Regions from separate parts of the Zea mays genome. Here region 1 is linked to region 2. The links are chromatin contacts, called in public Hi-C maps. All regions are on one chromosome and are shown on one strand. Each heading gives the region's core, a stretch centred on a gene start, on an enhancer-like site or on the middle of the called end of the contact. The rest is flanking DNA. Distances are from core to core; before and after follow the strand shown.

Region 1 (6,512 bases), core at 2,112-4,611, 150 kb before region 2:
GGCACCACCTTCAGCATGTCCTCGCGCCCCGGCCTAGGCGCCTCCACGCGCCTTGCGCGGCTTGCCGCGTTTGCGGCCACGTGTCGAGGAGGACTCCCCCTTCTTCTTGTCACCATGGCAGGCTTCTCACTACTCCCGAGTGAGATGTAGCTTCCCGCCGATGGTGATAGGCCCAGAGAGAGCCTGTGGTTCGTCGTCGTCGACGACCTTGAGACGACCTATCACCTCTTCGATCGTCATCGTGGAGAGGTTTAGCAGAGACTCGATCGAGCGAGCGATCTGCTTGTACTTCTCGAGGATGCAACGGAAGAGCTTCGCGACAGCTCTCTCCTCATCATAGGTGTCATCGCCGAACTGCACCTTCTTCTGCAACAGAGTGTTGAGGCGGAGAGCAAAGTCATCAACGTCCTCACCTGGCTTGAAGGCCAGGTTCTACCACTCCTTGCGAAGTGCCTGCAGTGTGGTCTTGCGGGCACGGTCGCTGCCGATGCGGGTCGCAGCGATGGCGTCCCAGGCTTACTTGGCAGTCCGCTTCTGGGAAAGCAAAAACTGCATCTCGGGCGGGACTGCAGCAATGAGGGCATCTAGCGCCCGTCGATCCTCGTAGTAGTCTACGTCGCCGTACCGAACTGCTTCCCACATGTGGCGAACCTGGAGACGTACCCTCATCACCGCGGCTCACTCGACGTAGTTGGTCTTGGTGTGGGTAGGCCATCCACCGCCGGGACCGATGTCCCTGACAATGGCCTGGGCCCCGCGGCGACCATGGTACCGATCCGGGGAGGGAGAGCCGCGCTGCTTGTAGAGGCCGCGATCTCCGTCGACTCGGTCGTCGCCGCCGGGAGCACCGTCGGCGTGTCTACGCCCGTCTGGGCTGCCGCTGCGTGCGCCCTCGCCCGGAGCACCGTCGGCGCGTCGATGCCTATCTGGGTTGCCGCCACGCGCGCCCTCATGGGGATGCGCAGCTGCCCACTGTGCCGCCTGCTCTCGCGCTGCTTCCCTCGCCAGCCTGAGCTCTTCGTTGGTGTTGTCGTCGACAGAAGCAGAATTGCCGGCTCTACTGCCGTGCAGAGCCTCGAGCTCTCCTGCCGCCGCACGTGCAGCATCTGCCGCCTCCGCTGCTTCTACTTTTACTCTCGCTGCTGCAGTTCCGTCGCCGCCAGCCGTGATGCCCTCGCCGTTGTCGCTGCAGCCGCTGTTGCTGCTCGCTCACGTTCTTGTGCCACGGCGACCTCGGCCTCCTGCTGGCGCCGCGCACTCGAAGTGACCAAGCGTAGGGACATGGTGGGCTAGTGAGGGGTCGTTGCGTGTGGAAGAGGTTGTCTCAGACGAAAGGCTGCTCGTCTGAGCAGGAGAGGAAGGAACAGTTGGAGTTCTTGCTGCCGACTGAGTGTGGGGAGAGGCGCGGGAAGGAGATGAGCAAGAGATGTTTACTCTGCAGGATAGTTTGGCTCTGATACCAATTGTAAGCAGAGGGACTCTAACTCTCATCCAGAGGATGACACTACGAGTTGGGGCAATTTTCGTTTATTTCTCACACACTACTCAAATGACATACCCTTAGAAGGGTTGGGGACACATATTTATAGCCCTAGGGGCTGCACTACACATTACACTACACACTGCAGCACACAGGTGCTGTCCTTTAGATACTAAAGTGCAGTCAAAAGACTGTTGTGTTGCTACTGTTGTCCTGCGCAGTCAAAAGACTGCTATTGCATGTTGTCCTGCGCAATCAAAAGACTGTTGTGCTGCAACTGCTGCTGTCCTGCAGCAGTCAAAAGGTTGCTGCTGCTGCTGTCCTGCAGCAGTCAAGATTGCAACTGCTGCTGACCACATGATTTATTTCATCAAAGTTTGAAATAGGAGATGTGATGAGAGATAGGATGGGTAAGTTGTTGGAGACAATCTAATTAGCCCCTTTGCTATGGCCTTGGCCTAAAACATAGGAACAGACGCAGGAGAATTTTACGCATAGCAAAAGAAAATAGCAAATGAAACTAATCATCCCAATCCTAATTTGTTGTTGTGCATGCATGGCTGGCCCACCAACCATGCCATGATATAAAATAAAGAGGAATTACTAAAGTAGTTGACAACAAGGTGCTCAGCTCAAGATGGAACAATGTATGCCTAGGATGAAAACATCTAAATGCATGACTGTCCATTAAAGATTCAAACCTCTTTTTCCTCCTCGCATGTATATTATAAAGAAGGCATCTTTGAATAAAAAGGGGCTGCAAAATTCAGGGAAGCATCATTGGTATCTCAAATCAATTGCACATAATGGTTACAGTTACTGCAGAGCAAGCATGATCATGTGAAGTTGTGAACAATGTTGAAAGAAGGGAGCATAATTGTAGGATGGACTTTACATTTTTCATGGCTCGCCGTTGAATAATATTGTAGAGCTCGACTGGCTTGCAATACAGAGCCAAATCTTTTTCAGCGGTAAGTTTCTCATCTGGAGACAATGCAGTTCTTAGCTGCTGACGGAAGGCCTGGCCTGTAGACCCAGGATAGGCATATTCACATCCAATATTCCTGCATACAAGCACAACTTCATATAACAACAGAATGCATCCCGTCTCACTTGAAGAACAAGAACCACAACATGTCCATAATTGTGCATCCACAGAGCAGCTGGACTATCTATTTCTATTTCAAAACACAGAACGTGACCCAAGGATGGCGAGAATTGCTCAATATATACCTCTTTATGTAAATATTTTCTTTAAGTTTGTAGGTGGTTCTATTTCTATTTCAAAACACAGAACGTGACCCAAGGATGGCGAGAATTGCTCAATATATAGCTCTTTATGTAAATATTTTCTTTAAGTTTGTCGGTGGTAATTCAAGTACACCCTCCATTACACTGTCTCTAGACATACATAAAGCAATGTATTAATGGAGGGAGTAGTGTGCAAAACCAGTGTCGCTATGCCATGAATACGGGCGCGGCAAGATCCAGAACCAACAAAGTGACCGGTCGTTTATACCGATGTTAGCCATCTACTATTAAGAGTTTCTTTCTCACTACCTGACTGAACAGACACGAACTAAGACGCATCGCTATGCACTTTACTAAGGCACTAAGCCACAATCTCTCGCTGCCTGCCCAAACAGACGTTCTTGACCCACGCGTAATCCCTCCCTTGAACCATTTATCCACTTACTGATTTAACGATTGAGGCAGAGGCAGGCCGGGCATCCTCGCTGCTGACGAACACCTAGGGTCTTGCGGACCCGGACCCACCACGAGTTCTTTGTTCTTTCCGCGCCCAAGAACCTACCCAACGGAGGGATCAGGTCATCAGCATCAAACTGCAGCGCTAGCAGGCGGTCAAGCGGGGCAGCGAGAGAGGCGGCGTGAGCGGATTGGAACGGCTGCTCGGCCCGGAGAGGAATTGGTCACACGGGGGGAAATGCGACGGCTCACGAGTGCCGAGTGCCTTATTTTCCTAGTGCAGGGGTACATGTTGTAATGAAAACATTTTTTTGCTTATGCGTGTTTCGTTGGGTTTAGGACTCTATCCGAGGACACATCTAATAATAGTTAGAGCAACTTTAATAGATCTTTACTATATTAAAGCAAGAGTTGTCCTACGTCAATATTTTTCCAAAAAAACATGCATTTTTTTAGAATCAACCCGCACTTCTATAATCTCTTCTCTATTATTATAATAATAGAGTTTATATAAAAAATATTTTAATCTTTATTATATTAAAGCATCAGTTTCAACGATTGTCCCGCGTCAATATTTTAAAAAAAAACTGTATTTCTTAGAATCAACCTGCACTCCTATAATCTCTTCTCTACTATTATAATAGGAGAGTTTATATAAAAAATATTTTTTATCTTACTATATTAAAGCACTAGTTTTAACGGCCATCCCGCGTCGATATTTTTCAAAAAAATCCTGCATTTTTAGAATCAACCCGCACTCCTATAATCTCTTCTCTATTATTATAATAGGAGAGTTTATGTAAAAAAAATAAGTTAAAATTATGTATAAGTGGGTGTTTCAACCTTGGTTGTTGGCTCCACATTCACGCCCACCTAATTATTAGAAAACATATTTTTATGATTTATTAATACAAAATTTATCATATGTGTATATATAGTATATCTATTAAGAGCTCTGGGCTCTATATAACTGTAGAGAGCCCCGACCATCAACACCAATAAATCTATTTAAGCCCACGTCCGTTCACTATTTATGCAAGTGAACCAATTTAGCGCAAACAGCAAACCAATTTAGCGTAAACAGAGTAACACCCCCGAACCCACGTTCGAGAAAAAGCGGGTTAGGCCCATTTTCCACGCGGTCAACCACCACTGCCATAGTCAAAACATGTTTACGCTATTTTCATCCAATGTTTATGCCACAATATCGATTTAGCGTAAATACCTCATCCGAACCCACGTTCCAGAAATACCGGCTTAGGCCCACTTTCCACGCGGTCAAACACTTCTATACCCTAACTCCCCGCGCAGTCAACCTTCCTGGTCGACTCGCCGCGATTCTTTAGGTGTCGCCAGGGCGATTCGTCGTTCCTCCGCCCCTGCACGCCCTCAACCCTAATCGGCGCCGCCGTTGACAGTGTCGTCGAGGCGCCCGCCGCTGACAATCCTCCGCCCCGCGTCACATTGGTCTTCTACACGCCCGCCGACGGTCGTCCGGCTTCCCAATGTGCTCAAGTTCCTCTGCAAATTTTATGCCCTACACTGCTACTTCCCAATCTCCCCATTCATCTCCTCCATTTTCTTATGCATCGTGTGTCGTATTTGTGAGGCGTTAATCACTGCACCGTATTCCAGGTGCCCAACTCCATCACGGTCGGCTAGGTTGTTGCGTTTCAACCTCTAATGGATTTTCTGGCCGTCGATGACAAAGAAACCACAGGTGATCTACTTACGCTAAATTGGTTTTCTGTTTACTACATAAATGTTTATTTTTGTTTGTCAGGATATGAATGTTTATTCAGGGCAGCGGTAAAATTAACTGCATGCCCAAAAACATCAACAGTATATGCTTCCTCATTAGAAAACCCTTTATTTCTTGGTTCCCGATTAAATTTTGTTTCGACGTCATCCATGTTTTTAGAGCAAAATGTCAAGCTCTCGTCCGCATTATATGCCTCAACGATGGAGACTTCCGGTCGTGCCCTGTTCCTCACATGGCGCTTCAAAGTATACAATCGCCTTTCAATTGGGTACATCTAAACATAATGCACAGGACCTCGCAATAATGCCTCATCAGGTAGATGCATAGGTAGATCCACCATCACATCAAAGAAAGCCGGGGGAAATATTTTATCGGTTATATGTCGTTTTATGGACATTGTGTTGGTATGCATAAATGTATATGGCCATTTTGAGCACTGTCCTATTTGCTTGCCGGGATATGAGAACAGAAAATTGCTTCATAGCATCTAGTCTCTTGTATGGATGGATACAGTTTCATTCTGACATTTGTTGACTTTGGGCAAGGGAAAGTTATTGGATGTATCTAGTACTGTATAAATGTTTATTTTGCTGGTTAGTCACTACTACTGCATAAATGTTTATTTTGCTGGTTAGTCACTACTACTACTGCATAAATGTTTATTTTCCTGGTTAGTCACTGGATAAATATTGTTTTATATGAACATTCTGTTGGTATGCATAGATGTTTATGCCAATTTCTACAATGCAATGATACGACTTTTATGATGTTTCCTTCACTTACCATCTATGTTGGTAGGGCCATATAACACAATTGAGGAATTATAATGTGTATGAGTGTGTAGAGTGTACAATTATTTCATATAATCACTGGTGTATATGTTGATGTAACTCAATAAAGCACATATGTTTTACATTGTTGCTCCGCAGCCTGCTGCTTCAATTATGCGGAAGGTTGATTGACTCCCAACCAATCGGAAGCGATTAATCATTGAGTCAAGTCAAGAATGCTTTAATGTTGACATCCCGCACTCGACAGACACCGGAGACCCTACAAATACGCGATGTGATGGTGATCCTCCGCAACATAGAAAGAGAGGTGTTGATGTCGATGCTAAAAAGATCCCCATGCCTAGTGTGGATGATGATGATGACTTTGAGCCACCAAAAAAGAAGTGTAGTATCAAAATGGATGCCCCAAACAAGACGCAGGTGAGTTTACAACATTGCAGAAATTTATCTTTTCCAATATTTTAATCATGCATCCAATCACAATGCATACTTTATGTGCTGAAACATACAACTTTCTATATTACCTTAGCACATTAATCCAAAATAGTAATAGGCCAAGGAACTATGTAAAAATAAGAATGCATATATTATGATATTTAATTATTAACATATTTATCCATCTATCCACCTTTTCCTTACAGAGACTCAACATCAGATGCAACCCAGGAGATGTTCTTGCGTCCATTCAAATACTGAATGAAAGGCAACGTCAAGCTATAGTCAGAAAAGGTTTCTCTAGTATTCTTGACATGACAATTGATGCAATTGGATG
Region 2 (7,002 bases), core at 2,880-5,379:
GTTGAGCTTGTATTTCAACTCGTTACGATAATGAGCCAGCTCGAGCTGGCTCACGAGCTGACTCGCGAGCCAAACGAGTTGGAGTAATTAGTCAAATTACAATAATCTCGGATCCAAAATAGTTAATCTTGTACTCTACTATAGTTAATCTTGTTATTTGTTGAGTGTGGAATCTTAAGTTGCAAACTTTATTCTTTTTTTCTAAATAGATCTCCTTCTTTTCTGTTGCTACATATTTTTATATCTGTTCGTAGACACTAGACATGGTATTATTGAGCTCTCTCGCGAGCTAAACGAGCCAGCTCAAGTTGGCAAATGAGTCGAGCCGAGTTGGATCTTCAGCTTCTTAACATAACGAGTCGAGCCGAGCCAGCTCGTTATCTTAACGAGCCAACTCGAGTCGAGTCGAGCCGAGTTCAGCTAGCTCGATATCCACCCCTACCTGCGTTGTATCCCCGAGGCCTGGATGGGGTATGAGATGCCTCGTCTTGCCCTATGCCTACCACTACCGCCAGCAACGAGGCGAATGAGATCACATGGAGGGACGTTGTCCTCGTCATGCAGACTACACCCAAGATGGACAAGTCTCGCACTGGGGGCGATCCAGACCCAACTGGAAGTGGAAGCGGCATCTCGGGGCCAAGCGCCACCGAAAGACAACTACGAAGAAGGGGATCACAGATGCAACGAGTCAGCAGGTCCAGCATCCATGCTTATCCTTTTCCTTTGTGTTTCTATTTTATCTGTTTTTTTGCCCGTGCCATACCGCCGGTTTGCGGCTGCGGGGCTACGCGCCGTCTAAAGGCATTGACAGAGAACAATGTTGTCATGGCCGTAATGGGTCAGGTACACCATCCGTGCTCATTATTTCCTTTGTGTTTCTGTTTGATCTAGTTTTAAAATTTCATTATCATTTTTATTAGCATCCACTTGCATCCGCTCATAGTTTGATTAGTGTTGGTTGGATGGGCCTCAAAATTACCATTTGCTTCAACTACACTGTCTGAATTTCGCAAATCAAGATAAAACCCACCACAAAGGCACAGATAGCACACACAAAAATCACAGTATTATTTAGTCATATTGGACACGAATAAGTTAAATTTCCTAAATTTTAGATCCAATTTTTTGTATTTTGTTCTAGACTCTCCAAAAAATCCTAGAAATATCCCTCTGCCTCTCGCGCGTGAATTCTCCTCTGCTGAAGGGAAGACACTCGAAGGTGAGCTACTGATCTTCAACTACTTTTTTGGATTCTCTTTGCAATATGCTTTGTTGGGGTTAGATCTGAAATCAATGATTTTAATAATCTAGCACAAATAGGAATTGTTGCATGTGTTGCCGATAGAACCATCTAAACCTCTATCTTTTGTTTGTACAATTTTTTGGACGATCGAGAGGTGCTGTCGTTTATGAGTATTGTCACACTCGGATTTAAGGGATAAAGCTAGGTGCGTCTCATATGTGCGCCAAAGAAAACAACACAAATAATGACCAAGTGTATAGAGATAAATGTCACCACATTATTACATAGCAGAAGTGTCTTACAAAAATAAATGATAATAATAAAGTGAACTAATAATTATTCCTCGACGCCATCAAGCTGATTGAGAGACGCCACCTAGACTTCCTTGTACTCCTCGTAGTAGTCCTCCTCCTGGGCTACCTGTTCTTCTCTTGTGGGGGTTATATATCATAAGGGTAAGCTCACAAAAGATCATAGCTCAACAAGTTGTGGGGAATAATGTGCATCAACGCACCAAAGGTGGGAGCTCATGTGAAGTGTAAGGCTGATCAACAAATAATGGTTAAAGCTGAGCACTGCTTTTAATAAGTTGGTCAAATTTTATTAGCAGTTACTAAGTATAAGTAAATACCAACCCCAAAAAATAAGAGATCGCAATTAATAAATAAACCACAATGCGATGCAAATGACCAATTAAATTTAATTCTATAAGTTACTCATGTGAGGGTCCGAGCCGCTCATGACCATGAGCACGGCTGATATACCAGTTTTACACTCTATAAAGGTTGCACATCTTTACCCACAAGTCATGTTACCCATCTGCCACGGAGTTGTACGGGCCCCATACACCTCCACCAATGAAGCAAAACAGGGTAACACTACGAGGCATTTACAAAGTTCCACTAACTTCTGAAAATCCGCTACGGTTTCTGAGGAGCGCAATACAGGAATCCTCCGTCTGAAAAGCCATCTCAGCAAAATCAACCTGAGAACCTCCCTATACTGACAACTCCAATACCGCCCTTGCCCTTTTCATGTAAGGTAGTCCTCCACTAGCTTTCTTAATTAGTCAGCCAAGGGTGTCCCATACCACCCTTGTGGTAGCACTGTTTTCCCGGGTGGTCGCTCCACGTTCCAATTAACATAATGATCTTGCACATTGGTAATAAAAGCATGATCATGAATAATGTGTATCTTAACACCCAAAACCACATAAAGCAATAGCAGGTACTACCCAAAAGTTCAGTGGTAAACAAGGTATAAAGATAACCAAACTAGGGTGACCTATTGGGTCCCATAAAATTAACCTATACAGATCATAATGACTAACAGGAACATTATTGGGTAAATAGAAGTGATCAAGGGCACAACTTGCCTTCAATGAGCCCCTGCTTAGTATTTTCCACCTGCTGAGCACCTGGCTCCACGGTTGCTTGCTCGTCTACTCGCAACAATACAAACAAACATGGTACAGGAGAAATTAACATCACACCAAACATCAGAACCGAATGCATGATAATATTCTACGCATCATAATGAGATCGTAGGTTTGAGAATCACTAAATTCGGAGTTACGGTTAAAGAGTTATGATTTTCCGAAGTTTTAAGTGTTTGATATAGAGTAAATTAAGTGCATACTTTTAATCTATGTTTCATGACAAAAAAAGTTATCAGATGATAAACAATATTAATATGAATTTAATGCAACTAGAATGGATCAAAAAGGAGTTAAAACAAAGAAGTTATGATTTTTCCAAGCTCCTAGTATTTTTTATATTTATTTTAGACCTAAAAACAGTTATTAAGAGCTTTTCTGTAATCCCCTAGATTAAATGGGCTGCGAGTACAAATACCGGAAAGCTCAGGGTTCAATTTATGAATTCGAAGACCCGAGTTAAATACCCCATTACTCTCACTAGGACAGCGGGTTTATTTTGAAAGAATCCGGGGCCTTTTATATAAAATAGGCGGCCGGTGGGGTACCGTCACATATAGGCCACCAGATCGGACACAGACGATTCAAATTAGATTGGCGCGGTTAAATGACCAGTATGCTATACGAGTCCTCGGATGGGGGATCTACGGTCCGAGGCCCCCATGACACCCTAACAGCTAGCTAACCGATCGACGGCCAGATCATACTGCAGCGATGGGGGTAGGTTCATGTGCTAATCCGAAACGTCCAACGCGAGCTCGATAGCTCGCAACCCTACTCGGCCGAACCGTTACACCCAATCTAATCACCACCGTCTGCAACATCCAACGGCTGGTAGCCATCTTCTACCTCGTGACACCAGCGCCGGTCAGGTGACCCGGCATGTCACGATGGCGATATCGACAGACAATACCCGCCGTTGGATCGAGCTCCCCATCCATTACTACTAGGTGGAAAAAATCTGAGGAAGCAATATATATACACGAGAGAGAGGTATTTATACCGTAGGTCAAGGTAGCAGGGAAGTTCTCCACGCCGCGCAATGGTTTCACGGCAGCGATCACTCCCCGAGGATGACTCCTTTATCAACCAAGACTGCAACCTTCAATGGCGAGGTCGCGAACACGGCTGGCGTGCCCACCTCGGTGACCCGCAACAACTGCCCGGTGAGAGAACACTCACAGTTGCCCTCGATCCCTCACCGGCCGCGCTCAGATTTCTACTTGGGCTCTTTAGCTGGGGCGACACTCAGGACCTCGGTTAGTGGTGCCTCAGGATGCGTAGGGGTCGAGGGCATCCTTATTTACCCCTGGGAGACGCCCAAGTCCGCGCCCACCAGCAGGGATCTCGCGGCATTCGGTTGAAGCCGACCCCGGGATTATCTCTAGGAGGGGGGGAGTACTGACAAGGCTGGCCCACATCACTGGTGGACGCTGACCATCCGGACCCACGTTGTAGGCATATAAATGCGCTCACGAGTTCGCACGGCTGAGATCGGCTCACATCTGTGGCCCATAGGTCGGAGCGCAGGGTTTGCAGTTGGGCCACGCAGAGAGAAAGTGAGGTGGGCCGATAATGCAGCCACGACCCAACACAAGTGCTTCTCTTTATTTCTCTTTTACTCTTCTTCTTTTTTTGTTCTTTTCTATTTCCAAATTCAAGGATCCAAACTAGATTTAAATTTCTCTTTTGAACTCCAGAATTGCAAATATCACACAAACTTCTAATATGACTAATACTTCTTCTGCTTGTGATAATTATTAGTTATGATTATTATTTATTCTCCATTCTTTAACTCTTTTGCTCCCATATTATTCAGTGCTCAAATTTGAATTCAAAGCTAGATTTGTTTTAATTATAAATTTGTGTTTGATGCACAAACAAAGGAAGTCTAGCATGATGCATAAGTTCATGTGTTTATTTGGTATTTATTTGAAAGAAAATATGCCTCATGAATAAGTCATATAATCAAAAGAGCTCCTTTATTATTTCCAATGACTAGAGTCATGGGTACTCTATTCTAGGGTTTACAAGTATCTTGCCCATTAACAGAATATCTTATATTTACTCATCTATTTACTCTTTGAAATAATTGCTTTCAAATGATGGACAATCTTACTTTTAATAGTTTTATTTCACATTGTTTTTGGCCTAACGACATGTCTACTATCTCATACTGGAAAAGCAGCATGCCACAACAGCATGGTCAGAGTTCGGACATTGCATGAAGCACTTACTGGCAGTTGCTCCTAACTTATGGAGTGAACCATGCTATTCATTCAAGATGGCATAATTTCATATTTTACACTAACTTACTTTTTGCGTTAAAATTATTCAAATTCTCAATTTACTGAAATTGTTGTCATATAGTAATTATTCTCACTGCGATTTATGTAAACCCACCTAGAATTGTTGCTACAAATTACCTGTATTTACTTTTAGCATTAAAAACCTACTAAATGTTGTGTTAAAAATTTATTTTGTTAAACCTTCTATGAATACAACACATGCACTCATTACGGATGATAAGTTCTTATATACTGCATTTCAATATTACAGCCGAAATGCTTTATTAAAATGGTGACAAGCAAATCCGGAATGAAGGCTGCGTGACCGCCATTCTCGCTACATCAATATAAAGCCTAGTGATATACTATTAGCCAAGGCCTTCACCAGCTAATGACGAGTCATTTTTGGTTGTTATTATATTTGTCAAAAACATTCTCCCTTCCATGTGGTACTGTTGTTTACGTCTAGCCACAGAAGGAATTAGTTCTTGAAACTATGTTGCAATTCTATTTCCATGTTCTTGATGTTCATGGGCATCATTCCATGTGGTACTGCTGCTCACGTCTAGCCTGTAATACCCAAAAGTGTAGAATGAAAATATAGTGGATTCACATATATGTTTTTGCCTCTATTTATTATAACATGTGAACAACCATCCCTAAAGGTATTAATTAACTAATGGCACCTAAAATAATATATGCATCATGATGAGGTTTATTTGTGTGTGCATTTGGTAACTATATAAAAATAATGTTAAGAGAAATATATTAGTAGCCAATTTGGAATTTAAGATCTAATGGGATTCTAGGATTTGGGAAAAGAGAAGAAAAATACTATACAAATTAGATAAAATATATATATAATGAATTAAATTCGCTTCATACTGTTATTCGAATGTAGATATTTAACCTAAATATGAACTCCACAAATATGAATTCAAATTTGAAACGTAAATTTGAAAAAAAACAAGAAAAGAGAAAAGAAAAAGAAAATAAAATAAAAAGGGGAAAACAATAGCTAGAACTGGGCCCTCGGCGCAACTCATTTCGGCCCATCTCCCTTCCCCTTAGCCGCGCGTGTAACACCTCTTGTGTTACTGTCACTAAAACTTGAGCATAATATCATGAGCATTAGCATATCATGTGTTTGTTACACTTAGAGTGCATTCACTAGGCAAAAATTTCAAACAAGTTGTATTGGTGTGACTTGGTATGTGTGTAACCCTAGGGTAGAGTACTTAACCCTAAACTAGGCTTATGAGTGACAATGAAGCCCAAACAAGTTAAAATCTCAAAACTTATTAGAAATGATCATAAGATATCACATGTAATGGACTTGGGTAGCACCAAAACCCTAAAGTGTTAAAAACTCCGAAAAGACCCCTGGAAAACCCTAGATGGGAACCCTAGGGGGCTAAGTGTAAAATTTGTACATGTTGGGGACTTGTTCTCAAATGCTATAAGAACAAGGCAACATAGAAAATGTTAATCGGTTAAATCCTTCGTCCTACGAAGCATTATTCCCCTTAGGATATAATGGTTTTCGGACGAAGGTTATGAAGGGCGTACCTTCATAAATACATTATATAGCGACGAAGAATGAATTGTAAGGAATATAAAGGATAACATAGATAATTATATATTATTATTATATATAAACAGAAATAACATTGAATTACAGATGTACCTTCAACTTGAAGGAAATGAAAGTACAAGCGTGACGCAAAAGTGAATGCCAAGTCAGCGTGAACAGTACGGGGGTACTGTTCACCTATTTATAGGCACGGGGCACAACCCATACAAAATTACATTCATGCCCTTTACACTTGATAATGATTCTATAGTAATCTATCGAGGTCTAAATAGCCTTTTCATCTTTAAGTCGGTTTCGCTTTTTGTTGCCACGCCGAAGCTTTCCTGCTCACACCTTCGGCGCTGTATCAACCTTCGTATTATTCTGGTCTACTGTGATGCCGACTTGTGTCCGAAGATACCTGTTCACACATTATACTCCAGAAATACTGTTAAATCCT

Evidence for each region. Hi-C and Micro-C count contacts between places; a contact is called where the count stands out from the background.
Region 1: a contact with region 2 is called in a Hi-C map of leaf, with 4 times the contacts expected there. The contact joins the promoter of LOC542512 here to the enhancer-like site in region 2. A contact is called at or near these places in 2 of 25 Hi-C or Micro-C datasets (ear and leaf).

Annotation. Positions count from the first base shown.
Region 1 is chr7:88,804,176-88,810,687 of Zm-B73-REFERENCE-NAM-5.0, reverse strand. LOC542512 (VEF family protein) reads right to left here and starts at 3,361. Exons shown (of 21, transcript NM_001112060.1): 1 at 3,177-3,361; 2 at 2,376-2,544; 3 at 2,182-2,237. The coding sequence starts at 3,211.
Region 2 is chr7:88,650,793-88,657,794 of Zm-B73-REFERENCE-NAM-5.0, reverse strand. No RefSeq gene overlaps it. Among protein-coding and RNA genes, the nearest start is that of LOC100502249, 29 kb to the left of the region's middle. Within about 2 kb of position 4,129, at least 18 of the 20 cell types and tissues checked have an H3K27ac peak or open chromatin away from gene starts, as enhancers often do. A contact at or near this core is called in ear and leaf, where this site is marked.